Linked DNA regions of Mus musculus: all the other regions are linked to region 2. Evidence: chromatin contacts called from public ChIA-PET and HiChIP or PLAC-seq data. All regions are on one chromosome and are shown on one strand. Each heading gives the region's core, a stretch centred on a gene start, on an enhancer-like site or on the middle of the called end of the contact. The rest is flanking DNA. Distances are from core to core; before and after follow the strand shown.

Region 1 (2,700 bases), core at 106-2,605, 65 kb before region 2:
GGGACATGCAATCATGAGTGAAGCTTCCCACTGACTTAGGAGAACCAAAGGGTTATACCTTTAAGCCATTAAGTTTTAGACTGGTATAAGCAAGCTGAACCAACAAAATTTACATTTTGGAAATAAATGATTCAAGTCAGGTTTTTGTTGTTGTCATCTGGTCCTGTCTATCTGTCCCCACCCCCACCTCGCAGCCCCAGCACATACAGCGTCTCATTATGTATGTAGCTCCAGCTGTCTTAGAACTCACTATGTAGTCCAAATGGGCCCCAAACTCACAGAAACCCAGCTGCCTCTGCCTCCAAGTGCTAAGATTAAAGGTGTGCACCATTACACCCGACTTCAATTACGTCTTTACCAAAATTCCTTTCACTGTAGTGTATGACTTTAATCCCAGCACTCAGGAGACAAGCAAACAAATTTCTGGAAGTTTGAGGTCAGCTTGCTCTAGCAAGTTCCAAGACAATGAGGGGTATATGAGAAACCATATTTCAAAAATAAAAGAAAGGTCATAATAGGGCTGTGGATATACCTCAGTGATAAAGTACTTTGCCCAAGTACCTGGCAAGAGCAGTAACCTCCCTCCCTCCCCCTCCCCCTCCCCCACCACCACCATAGACCTCAACAATAAAATATTCCATCTCTGAGATATTTGCAAATTAAATGATCTAGGTATCCAAATATATAAAAAACTACTAGGGCTGGCAAGATGGCTCAGTGGGTAAGAGCACTGACTGCTCTTCTGAAGATCCTGAGTTCAAATCCCAGCAACCACATGGTGGTTCACAACCACCCATAATGAGATCTGACACCCTCTTCTGGTGTGTCTGGAGCAAGTGGGTCCAACCAGAGCAAGCAGAGGTCCTAAAAATTCAATCCCCAACAACCACATGAAGGCTCACAACCATCTGTTCAGTTACAGTGTACCCATATACATAAAATAAATAACTAAATAAATCTTTAAAAAAAAAACTACTAAAAAGATCAACAAGTCAATTAAAAGAAGACCAAAAGATAAACATGGACATTTTTCCACAGAATGTTTACAGATGGCTCAAAAGCACTACAGAGACGTGTGACATCATCACTACGAAGACAAACAGCAATCAGAAGCACTGGTGACCACTTCTCACACACGGACATAGCAAAGACATTGGTGATTGTTGGGGGCAACAGAGCCTTATGTGGCTGGTAGATGACACACAGCTTAGAGGACAAACCTACTCAATCTTGGGACTGGCCTCTATCTTTAAAAAAAAAAAAAGAAGAGCCTGAGAACTTGACCTGCAGCTGAACCCAAGCTGCACCCAAGTACCAGGAAGAACCCCATGGCTTGTCCTTGCCCCATACCCCAGAGTTACCCCCTAGCTACTTCCTAGCAACAGCCAATCAAGATTACTCTGATTGTCTGAGATGTCCTTTCAGACCTTTTGTGATTGTTTGTGGTTTTGCTTCAGAGCACCCACAGTAGTCATTACAGTAGTCTTACAGCAGTCATTCAACTAGATGCTTGCCGGGCTAAAATCCCCTCTTAGCTCACCATTTCCTATAAAACCTTGTCCCACTGAGGGCTCGGGGCTGCACTCGACCATCCTGCTGTGTCAGGGTTGGTGGTGAGTGAGCCAAGCTTGAATAAAAGAGACCCTAGTTAGACTGCATCAGTATCAGCTCCTTTGTGGTCTTTTGGGGCTTGTGAACTGGCACAACACAGCTACTCGAGAAAACAGTTTAGAAACGTGAGCCCCAAGTATGTACAGAGTTTTTGTTTTCCTAAGAGAAATGAAAGAAGTCTTCAAATCAACAGACAAACAAACAAACAAACAAAAAACTAGTAGACAACCCTATAGGTGGAACAACATTATGAACTAACCAGTACCCCGGAGCTCTTGACTCTAGCTGCATATGTATCAAAAGATGGCCTAATCGGCCATCACTGGAAAGAGAGGCCCATTGGACACGCAAACTTTGTATGCCCCAGTACAGGGGAACGCCAGGGCCAAAAAGGGGGAGTGGGTGGGTAGGGGAGTGGGGGTGGGTGGGTATGGGGGACTTTTGGTATAGCATTGGAAATGTAAATGAGCTAAATACCTAATAAAAAATGGAAAAAAAAAAAACTAGTAGATGAAGCTGGGTGGTGGTAGCACATTCCTTTAATCCCAGCACTCAGGAGGCAGAGGCAGGCAGATCTCCGAATTTGAGGACAGCCTGGTCTACAGAATGAGTTCCAGAACAACCTGGGCTACACAGAGAAATCCTGTCTCAAGACAAAAACAACAACACCCCCTAGTACATGAGTATTTAAAATAAGTCATTTTTCATGATAGCTCTAAAATGAAAACCACTCAAATGAAGTCTGATTCATCAATATACAGAAAATGATACAGCCATCCAAGATGAAATATGACTCAACAAAGAGAGAGATCAGGGATGGTCACAGCGGCACATGCCTTTTTAATATAGAAGTAGGTGATCTCTGTTGAGGCCAGTCTAGTCTAGTCTACACCATGAAATCTTGGCTTGAAAAGAAGAAAAAAGAATCAGGTATGCACTACAACATGGTCAATGTATGAACCCTGATAAGATTGTGCTATGTGAAAAAAGTAAGTTACAAAAAACCCAAGTCATGCTGACTATGCTGATAAAGCAACTTCAGGTGGGAAAGCCCACTGCAATAAAGTAGGTGAGTATCTGCTGGTGGCC
Region 2 (2,896 bases), core at 58-2,557:
GGGAAGAGCTTCATACTATATAAACTAGGTTTGGGGCATAGACTTTGAGATTTCTTCCTATTCTGCTATTCTGTATCTCTAGAACTTTCTAGTGGGTGACCTGTTTCAGTTGTGTTTTCCGATAGTCAGAAGTGACAAGGGAGTGTTGTCTTCTACTTTTTGTTGGATCTCATATATTTGCTGATGGTATCTCTTGCTAGAATACTTTTATCATGGTCTAAAAGTCTCCAGCAACACAGGTGGAGTCATTTGGTCCAGGGAGCCCTGACAGGTAGAAGTTCACGTGCATTGGGTGCCTCCTTTTCTAGAGGCTGGGTCTTTTCATCTGGATCTATAGCTAGGCCTCCGGGCAGCAATTAGGGTTCCCCTAAAACAGCCTTTCTTTTATTCATTTTCTTCTTCCTTTTTTTCTCCCCCTTTTCATGAGGAGGCTTCCTTGGCGACATCTTTTCTCTTACATTCTCCACCATATTGAAACTACAATTTCCCCCCATCTATCTGTAAGAAGGCCCTACAGCTCCACTCTTGGATTCTGCTATAGGTATGCGCCCCTCAGAGTGTGGTCCTCCTCGAGGTGAAGCAGAGAAAAGTGGGTGTCCCCAGGACAGCTAGGGGCAGGTGAGTTTTGGGACTGGGAACCAGATTTACTCTGGAGTCTCAGAAAAGAGGAAAATCAACACTTGTCCGTACATAAAGCCTTTGCTTGTTTTCACTCTCCACAGCAAGCACCGGACGAGGAGCCTTCCAAAGTCTAAAGTACAATGACAGAAGAAACCAGGGAGCGACAAGGAGGAAATAAGAGGCAGAAGGAAGACCTCAGACAATAAATAGGGCTGTGAGGGAAAGGAAAACAGAAAGAGATAGAGAGGGTGGGAGCGACCTAGAGAGGAAGCAAGGAAGAAGCAAGAAGGAGGGGACAAGTGAGACGATGAGTGAAGTAATAGACGCACGATGAAGAGGGAAGGAAGTAATGCAGGAGAAACGAAGAAATGACTGGGGGAGGAAACGGGAAAGTGAGGGAAGGAAGGAGTCGATGAGGGAGATGGTGAGTGAAAGGGTGTGAAGAGACAAGCCAGTGAAGAAGCTATGAGTGAGAGAATGAGTGAGGGTTAGAATGAGGCCAGGAGAAAGGGAAAGAAGGAGGGCCTAGGTTTGCACCTTCAATAGGCACCTCGAGGGTGGAGCTTCCGGACAGCGGATCCTTCGGAAGAGCAGCCGGGGTCTGACCCTTCAGCCTCTTCCCGCCCCGCCCAACAGCGACCCCCCCTAGAGTCCCCTTGCGCCTGCGCGGCATCCCACGTGACGGAGAGGCTCCGCCCCCACCTCCAGCCTCCCGCCTCCCGCCTGCTGCGAGAGCGGCCTCAGCTTGCGGCAGCACCAGGTCAGCTGCGAGGCATGTACCGTGCGGGCCCGGCAGGCCTTCTTCGCCGAGCTTGTGCTGCACGCGGGGATGGGAGAGGGAGCGGGGATGGCGGAGGGCGCGGAGATCTGGGCCAAGTACCGCGGGCGCCTGGGGCGGGCACGGGCGACTGCCTGACGTGGCGGGGGCTTGGCCGGGCGACCCCCGGGCGTCCGGCGCGGGCCTGGCGCTGTGGCGCGGGCCCGCCGAGGCCTGCGCGTGGCTGAAGCGGACCGTGGCCCTCGCAGCCCGGTTGGTCAGGTTCTGTCGCCAGCCGTGGGTCCGAGTGTGGCCTCTGGCCTGTCCCCGTCCCTCGAAGCTATTCGAGCAGGGATTGCAACAGGCAGCGGGCGGGCCTGGCTGCCTCTCCCGGCGTGACCTCAAGCTCATCAGCCGCGGCTGCGGTTGTTGAGAGAAGCCGGAGAGCAAGCGCTGTCAGTGCAAAATCCCCGGATTGTACTAGTTTAGATCCTGTACAGGCCGAACGAACGGACCTGTCCGGGCGCAACGGGGCCACCTTCTGCCCGCGGCTGCTTCCTAGGGTAAGGCCTGATCTCCGAGATGCTCCTCGTCCGTGCTCTGGGAAAGAAGCCATAGAGCACGTCAACACCTCTTGGATGCTCCCTCCCACCCCCGTGGTAATAAGGACCCGCTCCCTCTTCTGCTCTTCCCAAGCTGCTGTTTTTCCTTTTGTTGCACACCTTACGTTGTGGTTCAGATGCGTTGAGGACAGATACGGAATGGGAGCCCCCACAGAAGGTTGAGGATGCCTTTCCAGTAAATGATTCCTTGAAGATTCCTCTAAAATTTGTTTCAGTGCACAGCTGTTTGTAGTAGCAAACAATGGTAGGGAACCTAGTTTATATGTGTGAGAGGGGCATGAAGTTATAAGCAGAAGCTAAAGGAATGTGTAGAGGAATATCTTAGATCTGCAGTCACCGTAGTCTCCTTAATGTTTTGTCGTTTAAAAAAAAAGAGTGAAGCCAGGTGTGGTGGTCCCTGCCTTTAATCCCAGCACTCTGGAGGTAGAGTTCTGTGAGTTTGAGGCCAGGCTGATCACCAAAGAGTTCCGTGACAGCGAAGGCTGTTAGAAACAAGTGGTCTGTATGTGCACCTGGGTGAAGGTGCTCTAGAGACCAGCAGAGGGCGCCTCCACCCGATGTCAGCGCTGGGAGCTCCAGTTCCGGGCAGGAATAGTTTTGCATTAAGTGCACTGAGCACTCTAACCCCACCTCTTCCTTATAGGCAACTTTGTGATCTTTTTGTATCAGCACTCCGGAGTGGTGGAGTTACAGATCTGTTACCATCCTGTCTGGCTATACCAGAGATTCTGGATGTTGTTGCATTCTTGATTGTACTGAATTTCTTTTCTTGAGCTTTTCTTGTGCTCTGCCTGTCCAAAGGAGTAGCCATCTGTTTTACTGTACTTGTTTTTGTGGTGGCCGTTTAGAGAGCAGATGATATCCATCCCCTTCCAAGAGGGCAGACAGGCTGCTC
Region 3 (3,013 bases), core at 423-2,922, 110 kb after region 2:
TATGTATGTATGTATGTATGTATGTGAGTACACTGTTGCTCTCTTCAGACACACCAGAAGAGGGCATCGGATCCCATTACAGATGGTTGTGAGCCACAATGTGGTTGCTGGGAATTGAACTCAGAACCTCTGGAAGAGCAGTCTTAACTGCTGAGCCATCTCTCCAGCCCTTCACACACAGTACTTTTAAATGTATTAATCTCCCTTCTGAAAGACTCCCTCAGGCAACAGGTCTCTACTTCCTAATGTGACCCTTTAACATAGTTCCTCATGTTGTGGTAATCCCAACCATAACATTTGTTGTTGTTGTTGTTGTTTTTTTTTTTTTTTTCCGAAACAGGGTTTCTCTGTGTATCCCTGGCTGTCCTGGAACTCACTTTGTAGACCAGGCTGGCCTCGAACTCAGAAATCCGCCTGCCTCTGCCTCCCGAGTGCTGGGATTAAAGGTGTGCACCACTACTGCTTGGCCCCAGACCCCTGCAGGTGTGCAGGCCCTTTCATTTTCAAAATATCTGCACTCAACTCTGCATCGCACCTTCCCATCTGCCAGTTTACATCATCAGGAGAAACTGGCAGCAATTTCTCAGGGAGCCCTATCCAGCTAGGGACACTTCACACAAGGCTGGAGGTGGACACTAGGAACCATGTGGAGTAAACATAAGTAAAAACAATATTGAGCTAGGCACACTTGTGCACACCTTTAGTTCCAGCACTCAGGAGGCAGAGGCAGGTGGATCTCTGTGAGTCCAGGGTTAGCCTAGTGTACATAGCCCATCTGCCCCCTCCCTACATAGAGACCTTGTTTCAACATGTATACACAAATGTATCCCAGTGAAAAACTTAAGAGTCAGGTCAGATTGGTCTAAACTATGTAGCCAAGGCTAGCCTTAACCTTTGATCCTCTTATGTCTATCTTCCCAGTGTTGGGACTCCAAGCATGTATAACCATACCTAGTTCATACAATGCTGGGATCAAACAAAGTCTACCAACTCAGTTGTGCTTCTAGTCCTTTCTGCTTGTTTGTTTTTGAGACAAGGTCTTGCTATGTAGTCCAGGAAAGCTCTGAACTGACAATCCTGCTTCAGCTTCCCAGGAGCAGAGCCTGGGTACGTAACCATCACAGCAGCTCAGCACAGTCTCGTCCTAATCTTGGGAGATGTACATTTCCAAGTCTTTCTCAGAGGTAGACAGTCTCTTTGTCCAGCCTGTCGTTGCTTTGGAATGTTTCTGTGGCAGAGTGAGGACTTAGAATTTCCTAGACTGCCATTTTGTTAAGTCAGAATATATATGCATATGTATATATGTATAGCTTTTTGTTTTTGAGACAAGAGTTTCTCTGTGTAACCCTGGCTGCCCTGGCCTCAAACTCAGAGATCTACCTGCCTCTGCCTCCCAAACGCTGGGATTAAAGATGTGTGCCACCACTATCCTGCCAGAATGTATTTTTAAAGTTTTCTTTTACTCCTTGAATTAAGATATCAATAACTGGTTATCTCCACTGCAGGGTTACTGCAAGCTATGCTTTTTTCTAAGTCCCTGAATGCTCTATGTATCCTGTTATACAACAGGATATCCTGAATTTAACCACTGTTTCACACACTGCAGTTACCTCAGGTAATCACGTTCTGACTCTCCTGGCTTAGAATGCTGTGTCAAGTCTGTTAATCATCCATAGAGTCCCGAAGTAGTGATTGTTTTTCATGGTTAAGAGGAAGATAGTCTAGGTAAGCCAGACTGTGGGAACTTGAATGAGGCACAGCTTTTTAGCTGAGAGCATTCTATTATGGCTATTCCTATGACACACCTGTTTATCTCTAGATAAGACTCTTCTGATCTTGTCTGAGATATTCCTTCTTAATTCTTCCCTATGTGTGCCCAAGTGGCTCCAAATTCTAATAGAAAGAGAATGCAATCAGCTCTTCAACAAGTAAAAAGGACCAGATGAATCTCAGCTTGAAGCCACTTTACAGGCTCAGCCACCAATGCTTTCAATTCTTGGTGTGCACTGTAGCCGTTAATTGCTGCATACTGTATTGCTCCCTCACATCTTCATCCCAAATAGTCCTTTCAGGTACCTGTCTCCTACCTGTCTGCTATGGACTTGGTATTACCACTGGATTGCACAGGACTAGAAAATACACCTATGACGTTTTGGTGGGAGGAGTCAGCTGTGCAGTGTGGACAAAGAAGGGTGTGGTGCTGAGACTCTCACCAGTCCTAACTCGTTTCCCTGCCAGGGCCTGTCGCCTCTTAATTTTCAGGAACCCTGCAGGGCAAAGTGCATTTCTCATTGCTCTTCTCGGGAGGTCCATGCTGCAGCTGCTCTGTTAGGTTAAGTCAGCTCGCACTCTACTCCTATTGCAGTTCTTTAAAAATTATGGGCACATGTCTATAGTTCCAACACTTGGACCTAAGGCAGGAGGATGTTGTGAGCCTAAAAGTCTCATAAGACTTTTGAAACCGGTCTGAGCAACATAACTTTGTCTCCTCAAATATCTACATCAGCATCCCAAAGAATGAAAGCTATAAGCATAAGTGAAATATAATAACGAACAAAAGTTCACCTGATGAGCTCAACTCACACCACCTGCTCCTCCCCGTGTCTGTTCCTGATTTCCCATCAGGTAAGGACCCATCAGGGAAGGACCAAGAGTAACTCTGGAGGAGCCATCTGCCACTGAGCCATAAGTCTCGTGCAGCGCGCCTGTGCTTTCTTCAGCGCACCTCATCCGCTAAAGCACAGAATGACCCACAACTGTTTGCAGTTTTCTGTCAACTTACTCTTGTCTACTGACGTATATGTTGATACTTATACCTAACACCATTCTCTGTCATTGGCACAAAACATTTTATCATGTGATCATGTGAGTTGTTTTCTAAGATATTAGTAAAAGAAATGCTAAAAGAATTTCTCCAAATTCTCCCAAATAAGAACCCTAGATCGGGGCTGGTGAGATGGCTCAGTGGGTAAGAGCACCCGATTGCTCTTCCGAAGGTCCAGAGTTCAAATCC

The links. ChIA-PET counts read pairs in DNA pulled down with a chosen protein or histone mark. HiChIP or PLAC-seq counts read pairs in DNA pulled down with a chosen protein or histone mark.
Region 1: a contact with region 2 is called in an RNA polymerase II ChIA-PET map of memory CD8 T cells, with 14 read pairs. The contact joins the enhancer-like site here to the promoter of Klhl22 in region 2. A contact is called at or near these places in 1 of 39 promoter capture datasets (hippocampal neurons), 1 of 484 Hi-C or Micro-C datasets (cortical neurons), 2 of 115 datasets of contacts at active chromatin or transcription factors (embryonic stem cells and memory CD8 T cells) and 3 of 9 other capture datasets (adipose tissue, liver and pancreatic islet).
Region 3: a contact with region 2 is called in an H3K4me3 HiChIP or PLAC-seq map of intestinal villus epithelium, with 7 read pairs. The contact joins the enhancer-like site here to the promoter of Klhl22 in region 2. A contact is called at or near these places in 3 of 39 promoter capture datasets (the HPC-7 cell line, the SN4741 cell line and hippocampal neurons), 3 of 484 Hi-C or Micro-C datasets (embryonic stem cells and olfactory sensory neurons), 4 of 115 datasets of contacts at active chromatin or transcription factors (embryonic stem cells, intestinal villus epithelium and pancreatic cancer cells) and 4 of 9 other capture datasets (adipose tissue, embryonic stem cells, liver and 1 more).

Annotation. Positions count from the first base shown.
Region 1 is chr16:17,693,571-17,696,270 of GRCm38.p6, forward strand. The region is part of intron 2 of Med15 (mediator complex subunit 15); the gene reads right to left. Among named protein-coding and RNA genes, the nearest start is that of Med15, 28 kb to the right of the region's middle. Within about 2 kb of position 1,356, at least 14 of the 459 cell types and tissues checked have an H3K27ac peak or open chromatin away from gene starts, as enhancers often do. A contact at or near this core is called in memory CD8 T cells, where this site is marked.
Region 2 is chr16:17,758,314-17,761,209 of GRCm38.p6, forward strand. It overlaps Klhl22 (kelch-like 22), which reads left to right and starts at 1,308. Exons shown (of 7, transcript NM_001359068.1): 1 at 1,308-1,381.
Region 3 is chr16:17,863,824-17,866,836 of GRCm38.p6, forward strand. All of the region lies in intron 2 of Dgcr2 (DiGeorge syndrome critical region gene 2), which reads right to left. Among named protein-coding and RNA genes, the nearest start is that of Dgcr2, 26 kb to the right of the region's middle. Within about 2 kb of position 1,673, at least 20 of the 459 cell types and tissues checked have an H3K27ac peak or open chromatin away from gene starts, as enhancers often do. A contact at or near this core is called in intestinal villus epithelium, where this site is marked.